Regions from separate parts of the Sus scrofa genome. Here all the other regions are linked to region 2. A link is a contact called in public Hi-C data. All regions are on one chromosome and are shown on one strand. The core of a region is the stretch at or near the end of the contact, and the rest is flanking DNA. Distances in the headings are between cores, read along the strand shown. Region 1 has its middle 150 kb from the start of SLCO3A1. Region 2 holds the start of SLCO3A1 (solute carrier organic anion transporter family member 3A1). Region 3 overlaps SLCO3A1 (solute carrier organic anion transporter family member 3A1).

Region 1 (2,700 bases), core at 135-2,634, 150 kb after region 2:
CTTGCAAATGAAGAGTATTCTTTGAAATTAGACCTCAAGCTTAGGGAGAACAGGGTGTCCACAAAGCTTGAATTAACTCAAGGAATAGAACAATGGTCAGCAGAGCACACTGGGCACACGAAGGTTCTATGCCTTGGCTGATGCTCTATTTAGGCATGAATGGTAGGTGAGGCAGCAACATTTTTGCCCAGTGAAAGAGAATGCAACTTTCTAGCTCTGGTGAGAATCCCAGAGGCCTGCTTGAGAATGCAAGCTTTCAGTCTGAATTTTTCACTTTTTCTGTGTAAGAAATGATTCAGCTCTTGTCTCTCTTCAGCATCACTTACAATTATGAAAGTTGAGAGAAGAAGAGCAAGAATGAAATTATACCTCGTGTCACTGAAAAGCATATCCTTTACCTCCTAAAATAGATAACTTGTCCAGAAAGCACTAAGCAGGTTCTAAAAGCTGTCACTCCCTCACTTTGTAATGATGGTGAAAGGAGTCATGTAGAATAAGATAAATATTAACAGTTTGATAATGTCTTCCTATTCCAAACACTCTGCACTGCTTCCAATCATGTGATACATATATTAACTCAACAGGCGTTTATTTCACTGATTATAGTGAGTGAAAATTTATAAAATAATGTATAGCATTTATGAGTAAAACTTCTAAAAGGGAGTAAGCAATAACTACAGTATAAGAATTCAGTTGGAGCTGCCTGGGGTAAGGAGAATGAAAGTAAAGCTAGATAGAACTCTGGAATCCTTTGTTAAACCGGTGACAGTGTGGGAAGGATTCCAGAGACAAATGCATGAGCCCTAAGATGTGAGGCATTTGCCACTTCGGCCTCAGGTTCTTCATCTGAAAACTGCTCCTGGTAATTGAATTGCCTGAGACCCTGTAGGATCCCTTCCACTTCAAGGATTCAGTGCATTTTGCTCTAAGGTTTGTCCTGTTCTCATAGGACATATCACGGCTCACAGGTTACAGGGAATCTGTCTCCATGAAAGACACAGATTGCTTTGGGGGCTAACTTAAGCCCCCTAAGTGAAGTATCTGGCAAAGACAGACATATGAAATCATACTGTTCAAAATAAAGGGGCAAGGCGCTACTTCTTTCTATTTTAAACAAAACATAACTTCATCAGGATAGTGCCTAGAAACAATTATTTAAATTTTAGATCTTCCCAAAGAGTCTGCAAGAATATGCACAATAAAAGGAGATTGTTGGAGGAGCCACAAAATTCTAAGGACATTGCCGACACAACCAGAGTGAACCTGGAGGCACACTGTTAACTCCCATCAGCTGTGAAAAATGAAGCAGCTCATGAACAATGAAGAATGAACTGGCCTCTCCAGCACTGGCAAAGCCCAGGGAGCAGCCTGGTGTGACTCACTATCCTTCTGGGGTGGGGACACAGCCTAGGGAAATCACTTCTGGGATGCAGACTCCCACAAGAAAACCACTGGCATGATGATCTCTTAGAGCAAGTTTCCAAAGATGAGTCCAAAAAAAAAGCATTCCCAATTTCTCCATCCCTCAGCAATACTTTGGAATCATCTCTTTCTCATTTGCTCCGGATGCCCAGACCCCACGAATGACTTTCCTGACATTGTGCTACATTAACCTCTCATTGGAGGCAGCTGCTTTCTGTGATTCAAAGATTGGGGGTGGGGGGGCGGTGTCAGGGAAAGCAAAACAAAACCTAATATTGCAGGAAGCTGTAAATGTAGGCCAGGACGTAGCTTCCACCACCAGTCCATCTGCCTCCAGGACTGAATCTTATCTGATCATTTCCATGGCAACAGCTGTGGGATTAGAATAGGATGAAGGCTTAGGAAGAGTTGCTGGAATTCAGTCATAGACCAGTGAGGATTATTTAACTACACACTTGCGTTGCTATGGAAACACAAATTTACAAATCAGGCAGGATTTTTGTAGCTCAGTAGCACAGTATTATATTCTTAGGGCTGCTTCAAATCCCCCAATTCCATCTCCTCTCCCATAGGGTGGGGGGGAGGATTTGGGGGAAATAGCCCACCAGATACAATTTAATTATTCCTCAGATACTTTCTCTTTGAATTTTAAAAGTAGAAACAGGAATAGACTAAGACTAGGACCAAAGCAATTTTCTTAAAATGCTTTTCCATTTTACTTATATTTAAATTTTTTTAATACTTATTGTGTATTTTTATTTTTTCATTTTTAAATTTTATTTTTATTATAGTTCATTTACAGCACTGTGTCAATTCCTGCTGCACAGCATAGTATTTTTTAAAGACAAATTCAACTTAGTCTAAAGAAAGAATGTAAAAGAGGAGTTCTCGTGGTGGCGCAGTGGTTAACGAATCCAAGTAGGAACCATGAGGTTGCCGGTTTGATCCCTGGCCTTGCTCAGTGGGTTAAGGATCCGGTGTTGCTGTGAGCTGCGGTGTAAGTTGCGGACACAGCTCAGATCTGGCGTTGCTGTGGCTGTGGTATAGGCTATTGGCTACAGCTAAGATTGGACCCCTAGCCTGGGAACCTCCATATAGCTCAGGAAGTGGCCCTAGAAAAAAAACAAAATGACAAAAAAAAAAAGAGAAAAGAACATAAAAGATATGATGGTGAGCATATTCATCTAAGGGTCATCTAAGTACCATGTAAGTCCAAGCCAAAATCATGCTGATTTCAAAAATGATGTTTCAATATTGTAAATCAATTGTACTTCAATA
Region 2 (2,700 bases), core at 178-2,677:
CTCCATCAAACTTGGTCACTAACACTCAAAAAAGTCTGACATTTGATACCAGTTTCAGGTCAATAGCCAACTAATACCTTAACACTATACACACTGAAAAATCTTTTCCCGTTTGGTCAGAACTGTACTTGGGTCTGGAAGTGCACTCTCTCCAACCCAAGTTGGGAACACCTGCGCGGGGCAGGAGGCATCGGTAAAGTAGGTATTTGACAGTGCTGAGTCATTACAAGCTGTTTCCTCTGAAATGCACCCCTGGCTATTTCAGCATTAATATCCCCCTTTCGGAAGGCAAATGAAAGCAGTGTATATTGTGCACAATAATACAATACCCCCTTGTGAACCAGTTGGGGTAGGGGTAATTTAGGTCCAGGAATGGGTAGCAAAAACTACACAAACTCAGTTGCTCTCAAGGTACTATAACTTCATCCCAGACGCTGAGAGATGGCTATTAAGAAATGGAGTGGGAATATTCCCCCCGCCCCCGCCGCAGCTCCGGCTCGGATCGGGGCCACATTCGGACGCATTTTACTCTAAACTGTTAAATCCCTCCGTAATTGGCGAATGGAGAGCGCCTGGAGAAAATGATGCATAATGGATTTGTTCGCCAGGCGGATGGAACGGAGAGTAGAGGACGCAGGATGCTAAGGGGCTTTTCTTTCTACGTACAGGTCACCTGAAAACCGCGAAGCCTTCCTCTCCAGGAGAGCTCCTGAACTCACCCTCTGGCTGTGCTTTCAAGAAGGGAGAAGAACGGCTTCACACCCACCTGCCCGCCGCCTCTCCTGCCCGGTCCCCCCCTCCCCAGCCTCCGCCAGCCGCGCGAGCAGCTGCCGGCATCCCCGGTCCCGCCGGCTCCCCGTTCGCTCAGCAGCCGGAGCCGGCAGCTCCCCCGGCGGCCGCCTCTGCACCACTCGCCAACCTCCACACCGGGCGGAGGTCATGCCCGCCTGCCCCCGGCGCCCGGGCTGCCCCTCCTCGCATCAGCCGAACACCCGGGAGCTGGGCTGGGGAAGGGGCCCCACGGCGGAGTTGGCACGGGGACTCACCAGGTAGGCGCCCACCGTGCCCTGCGCTAGCATCAGGGCGCACTCGGACACCAGGAAGATCTTGATGTTGGAGAAGCAGGACACCTTCTTTTTCTTCTTCTTGTTCCTCTGCGCCTCGTCCCCTTGCAGCTCGCCGCTCCGGCCGCCGCCCGACGAGCCGCCCGGCTTCTTCCCCTGCATCCTTCCCCCGGCCGCCGCTGCCGCTACCGCCGCCGCCGCTTTCCCGCTCGCCCCGGGAGTCGGGGCCGCTGCCGGGCGGGGGTGCGCGCGGCGAGGCTGCGTGCTGTCTCCGCCCCGGGCCCGCGGCAACCGCCCCCGTCCTGCCGGGGCTGGAAAGGTGGAAGGCAAGGCTCCTCGCAGCCGCAGCCGCCGCCGCCGTCGCCGCCGCTGCCGCGCTCGCCCCCTTCCTCCTCCTCCGCCCTCCCCCCCGCCTCCTCCTCCGACTCAGGCTGTGCCAATCACAGGGGCTCCTCGCGCCGCCCGCCGCCGCCGCCTCGCCGCCCGCGGACGCCCGCCACTGCCATCGCCTGCTTCCCGTCGCCGGCGGGCCGCGCCTGCCCTCGCTTCCCCTGCTTCTGCCGCGAGGCCCGGGCCTCGATCGCCGCTCTACGCCTCCGCCGCGCAGCTCCCTGCTGCCTGTGCGTCCTCGGGGAGGTGTGAGAGTACCGGACCGGGGCGCCAAGCGCGGCCGCGCGGCCGAGGTTGGGAGGGTCCCGGTGCCCAAAGGACGTGGGAGAGGGGGAGTCCTTGTGGAGTAAGGGAGGAGGTGCCCCAGCGGGAGGAAGGCAATGCCCGACCCCCAGATGGCGCTGCGGGGCCCGGGGCGCCGCCGTAGACACCGGATGGTACTGCAGGAGGAACTCAGGGCGCCGAGACGGGGTGCGGAGGCGCCCCCCTAGGGCGGGGACGTAGAGTTCGGGCAACAGGACTCTAGACCGGAGAAGAGGGGTGGTTTCTAGGAAGAAAGATAAGATCGAGTACCCAAGAAAAGGTTGGGGCGCATCCTTCACCTCCGCCCGGGTATTTCGGGGACACACACATGTTGCACTTTGGGGCTTGGGGAGGTGACAGAGGTCAGAGCTGTTGAGGCATCTGCGGCCTACCGGTCTCTGCTTCTGCTCTCCTGGGCCACTGGGTGTACCTCATGAGCCGGAGACCCAAAGGAGAGAAAAGAACCAAACCACAGCAAAAGGGAAGTTCCGTTAATCCTTCGGGAGCCTCTCAGACTATCTGTGGCCTCCAGCCAGTGTTTAGGTGGCTGCAGGGTCGCAGTGACCCCAGCGGAGCGCCTGGAGCCCATCCTCAAGAATGATGGAGCAGCGATGCTGGAGCCAGGCAGAGGTGATAAGCCACAGGCCTGCCTTTGTCCCCACCCCTTCCCTATCTTTGTGGTTCAGGCCACCTTCCTTGGCCGATTTTTTTTTTTTTTTTTTTTTTTTTTTTTTTTTTTTTTTTTTTTTTTTTTTGGCCTGCAATGGCCCTAGATCGGCTGTAGCCCCCACGCCACCGCCTGCCTCCCCTCATCCGGCGCCTGGCAGGCCCCCCCCCATGGCCTCGACGACCCGCCCAGGCAGCAGCTGCTCTTTCTAATCATTACCAGGAGTTTGGGCCACAAGGCACGACCAGTAGGACCGATAGTCCTCAGACAGCTTTT
Region 3 (2,700 bases), core at 99-2,598, 230 kb before region 2:
GCTGTGGTGTAGGTCACAGATGTGGCTCAGATCTTATGTTGCTGTGGCTGTGGTGTAGGCTGGAGGCTACAACTCCAATTGGACCCCTAGCCTGGGAACCTTCATATGTCACGGGTGTGGCCCTTAAAAGACCAAAAAAAAAAAAAAAAAAAAAAAAAAAATCAGACAGGATCTCATGGTGAAGCCTTTGGAAACAGCCAGACATGTCTGGGAACAAGAATATCCGCCTTGCAGGACAGTGAGACTTAGAGGTAGTGCGTGCAAAGCTTCTGGTACCTAGACTATACATGCTTTCTAGAATTTTCTTTGTGTCTTTGGGATGATGAGTCCAAGACAGGAGGCCTGCAGGGCTGGTCTTCCCAGGCATGTGCCTGCTTCCTTAGCTGGTCTCAGAGCAATTTAGACCCTGGAGGGTCTCCTCAAGTCGGCAGCAAGCAGGAAGCTGGGGTCGACTGTGGCTCTTCCCCACTAGAGGGCAGCGCCGGCTCAGAAGAGAGAGAGAGCTCAGGTTTGCAGAACTTCCTTGTCCAACTGCCCACCAAGCCCTCAGTCAGAGAATTGCTTTTCTCTTCTCTCACTTGCCTTCCGTGCCCTCAATTTATCTAAATGTATTCTTCCATCTCGAAATCTGCAGGCTGAAATTTCTCCTCTAAGAAGGAACATTCTGCATCATACGTACATGAATAAAACATGATGCATAAACAGCAGGCAGCCTGCAAAACATGCGATACCTATTTATCCGGTGGCCTCTGCCAACAGCCTGACAGCATTACATAACTGCCCTTGCTTAGCTAGGAGGGGGAGGGGGAGGCGGAGGGGAGAGGATGAAGGGGTGACCATTTGCTGAACACAGATAATGGGCCAGACAGTGCACGCAATTGGTGTAATAGCATTGTCCCCATGGCAAAGTTTATAAACAAAACTAAATAAAACACTCATGTTGCTAAGGCTGCCAGAGCTTACGGGCCCCTCCCACCAGTATCATACATGTTGCCTCCAAGGTCAGCTATGTTACTGGGTCTCAAAGTTGGGTGCATTTTAGAATCACCTGGGAAACTTAATACTAACCCCCAGGCCCTGCCCCCTGAGAGCTGATGTAGGGGGTCTGGGGTGCAGCCCAGGCCTGGGGATTTTTTTTCCAGGCTCTCCAGGTGATTCTATGTGCAGCCAAGTTGAGAAGCACTGGCCCTGCCCTTGCTGACCTTGCCCAAGGAATCAGCTGGGACCCAAAATGCATCTAGGCATGTGGGAAAAGGGAAGGATGTCAGAGCCATCTGATGTCAGCTCTGCGAGGTGGAGGCATGTGGCCAGACCTGGTCACCGTGCATAGTGGCAGAACCCAAGTTGCTCTTGTGCAGCCAGCCAAAGCAGCCCTGCATGCCACCACAACTGTGCGCTCCGCTCCAGAACCCTGCCTGGCATACCCGACCTCGGTGCTGCCTGTGTTCCAGGCTTCCCTGCTGGTTTTCAACCCAGCTTCTCGCTTTCCTCCAGGCCCTGGTCAGTGCATCAAAGCTCTCCCCTCCACTTAAAGCCTGCCTTGAATACCACCTCCTCCAAGGAGCCTTCCGAGATTTTCTTTCTTCTTCCTTCTTCTCTCTTCTGCCATGGTACCTAGTCTGAGACTTTTCCTATAGTTCTGCTTACTGTCTTCCTGGATGCAAAAATAAAGTTTCATGGAGTAGGCGTGCTGTAATAACTGTAGACTCATGGAAGGCAGAGATTTTTTTTTTTTTAAGGAAAAAAAAAATCCTATTTTCCATAGAGGGGGATGCAGTCCTTTGCCTGGACAAGGGACTCCATGTTTGTCTGTTGAACCATGAACTGATGACCACCCAGTCCCAGGAGAGGCGGGGAGCCCTGGCACCCTGGAGAACCATGTATCTAATGAAAGCATCTACAAGGCCAGGATTCTTAGAATGCTCGGCAAGAGTCAGTAATTGGTCAAAGCTACAGTTGTTGCTGGTCTTGTTTCTCAGTCCAGCTAAGAGAAGCTTCTCTCCCCACCCTCCTGCCCAGCAGGGCCTCGCCAGGGTGAGGGCACATGTCTCTTTGTCTGGCCAGCTGCTGGGCCTCTGGATGTGACGCCCACTATCAGGAGGAGCCAGGCCATGACTCCTCATACAGAGCCCCGTGGGGCTGAAGTGTCACAGCTGGAACTACCAGCACATCGCTTTCTTTGCGGCAGGTACCGAGGAGCAGGGCTGGAGCTGGCTGGCTCTCTTCAAAGCAAGTGAGATCGGCCTGCCCTTCCTCATCCCCCGTGAAAGCCCCGGGAAAGCTGTGGGTCCAAGCATGCTGAGACCACACTGGCTGATGAAATGAGAAAAGGCTGCGGGCAGAGCAAGGGCCAGGAAGCCACGAGCCACACAAGCAGGAAACCCACTCTAATAAACAAGAGACTGCTTCTTCCTGAAGGGCCCACATCCTGTTTGCAAGCTAAGTAGGGTCTTCCCAGAAGTTCTCTCTAGAGATCCTCTGAGCTCGAAGGGCAGCAGGGTTCCTGGCTTCCTGTTGTTCCTGCCCTTTGCCTCCAGCAGGGGGCAGTGGAGAGATGGCCCGGCCTGGAGTCCTCCAGAGTCAGCTTGGGTGCAGAGCCACTACAGAAGGAGGCTGTGCTCAAGGCACTCACCCTCCCTCAGCCTTGGCATCTCCAGCTGTCAAATGGAGCAAGCACCTGCCTTGCTTACCTCCTGCTGG

Evidence for each region. Hi-C and Micro-C count contacts between places; a contact is called where the count stands out from the background.
Region 1: a Hi-C map of embryonic fibroblasts shows a contact between it and region 2, with 2.0 times the contacts expected there. The contact joins the enhancer-like site here to the promoter of SLCO3A1 in region 2. A contact is called at or near these places in 2 of 5 promoter capture datasets (fetal liver and liver), 5 of 47 Hi-C or Micro-C datasets (embryonic fibroblasts, fetal heart ventricle and mesenchymal stem cells) and 1 of 2 datasets of contacts at active chromatin or transcription factors (skeletal muscle).
Region 3: a contact with region 2 is called in a Hi-C map of retroperitoneal adipose tissue, with 2.5 times the contacts expected there. The contact joins the enhancer-like site here to the promoter of SLCO3A1 in region 2. A contact is called at or near these places in 3 of 5 promoter capture datasets (fetal liver, fetal skeletal muscle and liver), 20 of 47 Hi-C or Micro-C datasets (alveolar macrophages, brain, embryonic fibroblasts and 11 more) and 1 of 2 datasets of contacts at active chromatin or transcription factors (skeletal muscle).

What each region holds. Positions count from the first base shown.
Region 1 is chr7:87,250,572-87,253,271 of Sscrofa11.1, forward strand. No RefSeq gene overlaps it. Among named protein-coding and RNA genes, the nearest start is that of SLCO3A1, 150 kb to the left of the region's middle. Within about 2 kb of position 1,385, at least 12 of the 83 cell types and tissues checked have an H3K27ac peak or open chromatin away from gene starts, as enhancers often do. A contact at or near this core is called in embryonic fibroblasts, where this site is marked.
Region 2 is chr7:87,101,884-87,104,583 of Sscrofa11.1, forward strand. It overlaps SLCO3A1 (solute carrier organic anion transporter family member 3A1), which reads right to left and starts at 1,428. Exons shown (of 10, transcript XM_021099372.1): 1 at 1,047-1,428. The coding sequence starts at 1,226.
Region 3 is chr7:86,868,098-86,870,797 of Sscrofa11.1, forward strand. All of the region lies in intron 2 of SLCO3A1 (solute carrier organic anion transporter family member 3A1), which reads right to left. Among named protein-coding and RNA genes, the nearest start is that of SLCO3A1, 230 kb to the right of the region's middle. Within about 2 kb of position 1,349, at least 25 of the 83 cell types and tissues checked have an H3K27ac peak or open chromatin away from gene starts, as enhancers often do. A contact at or near this core is called in mesenteric adipose tissue, omental adipose tissue, retroperitoneal adipose tissue and 1 more, where this site is marked.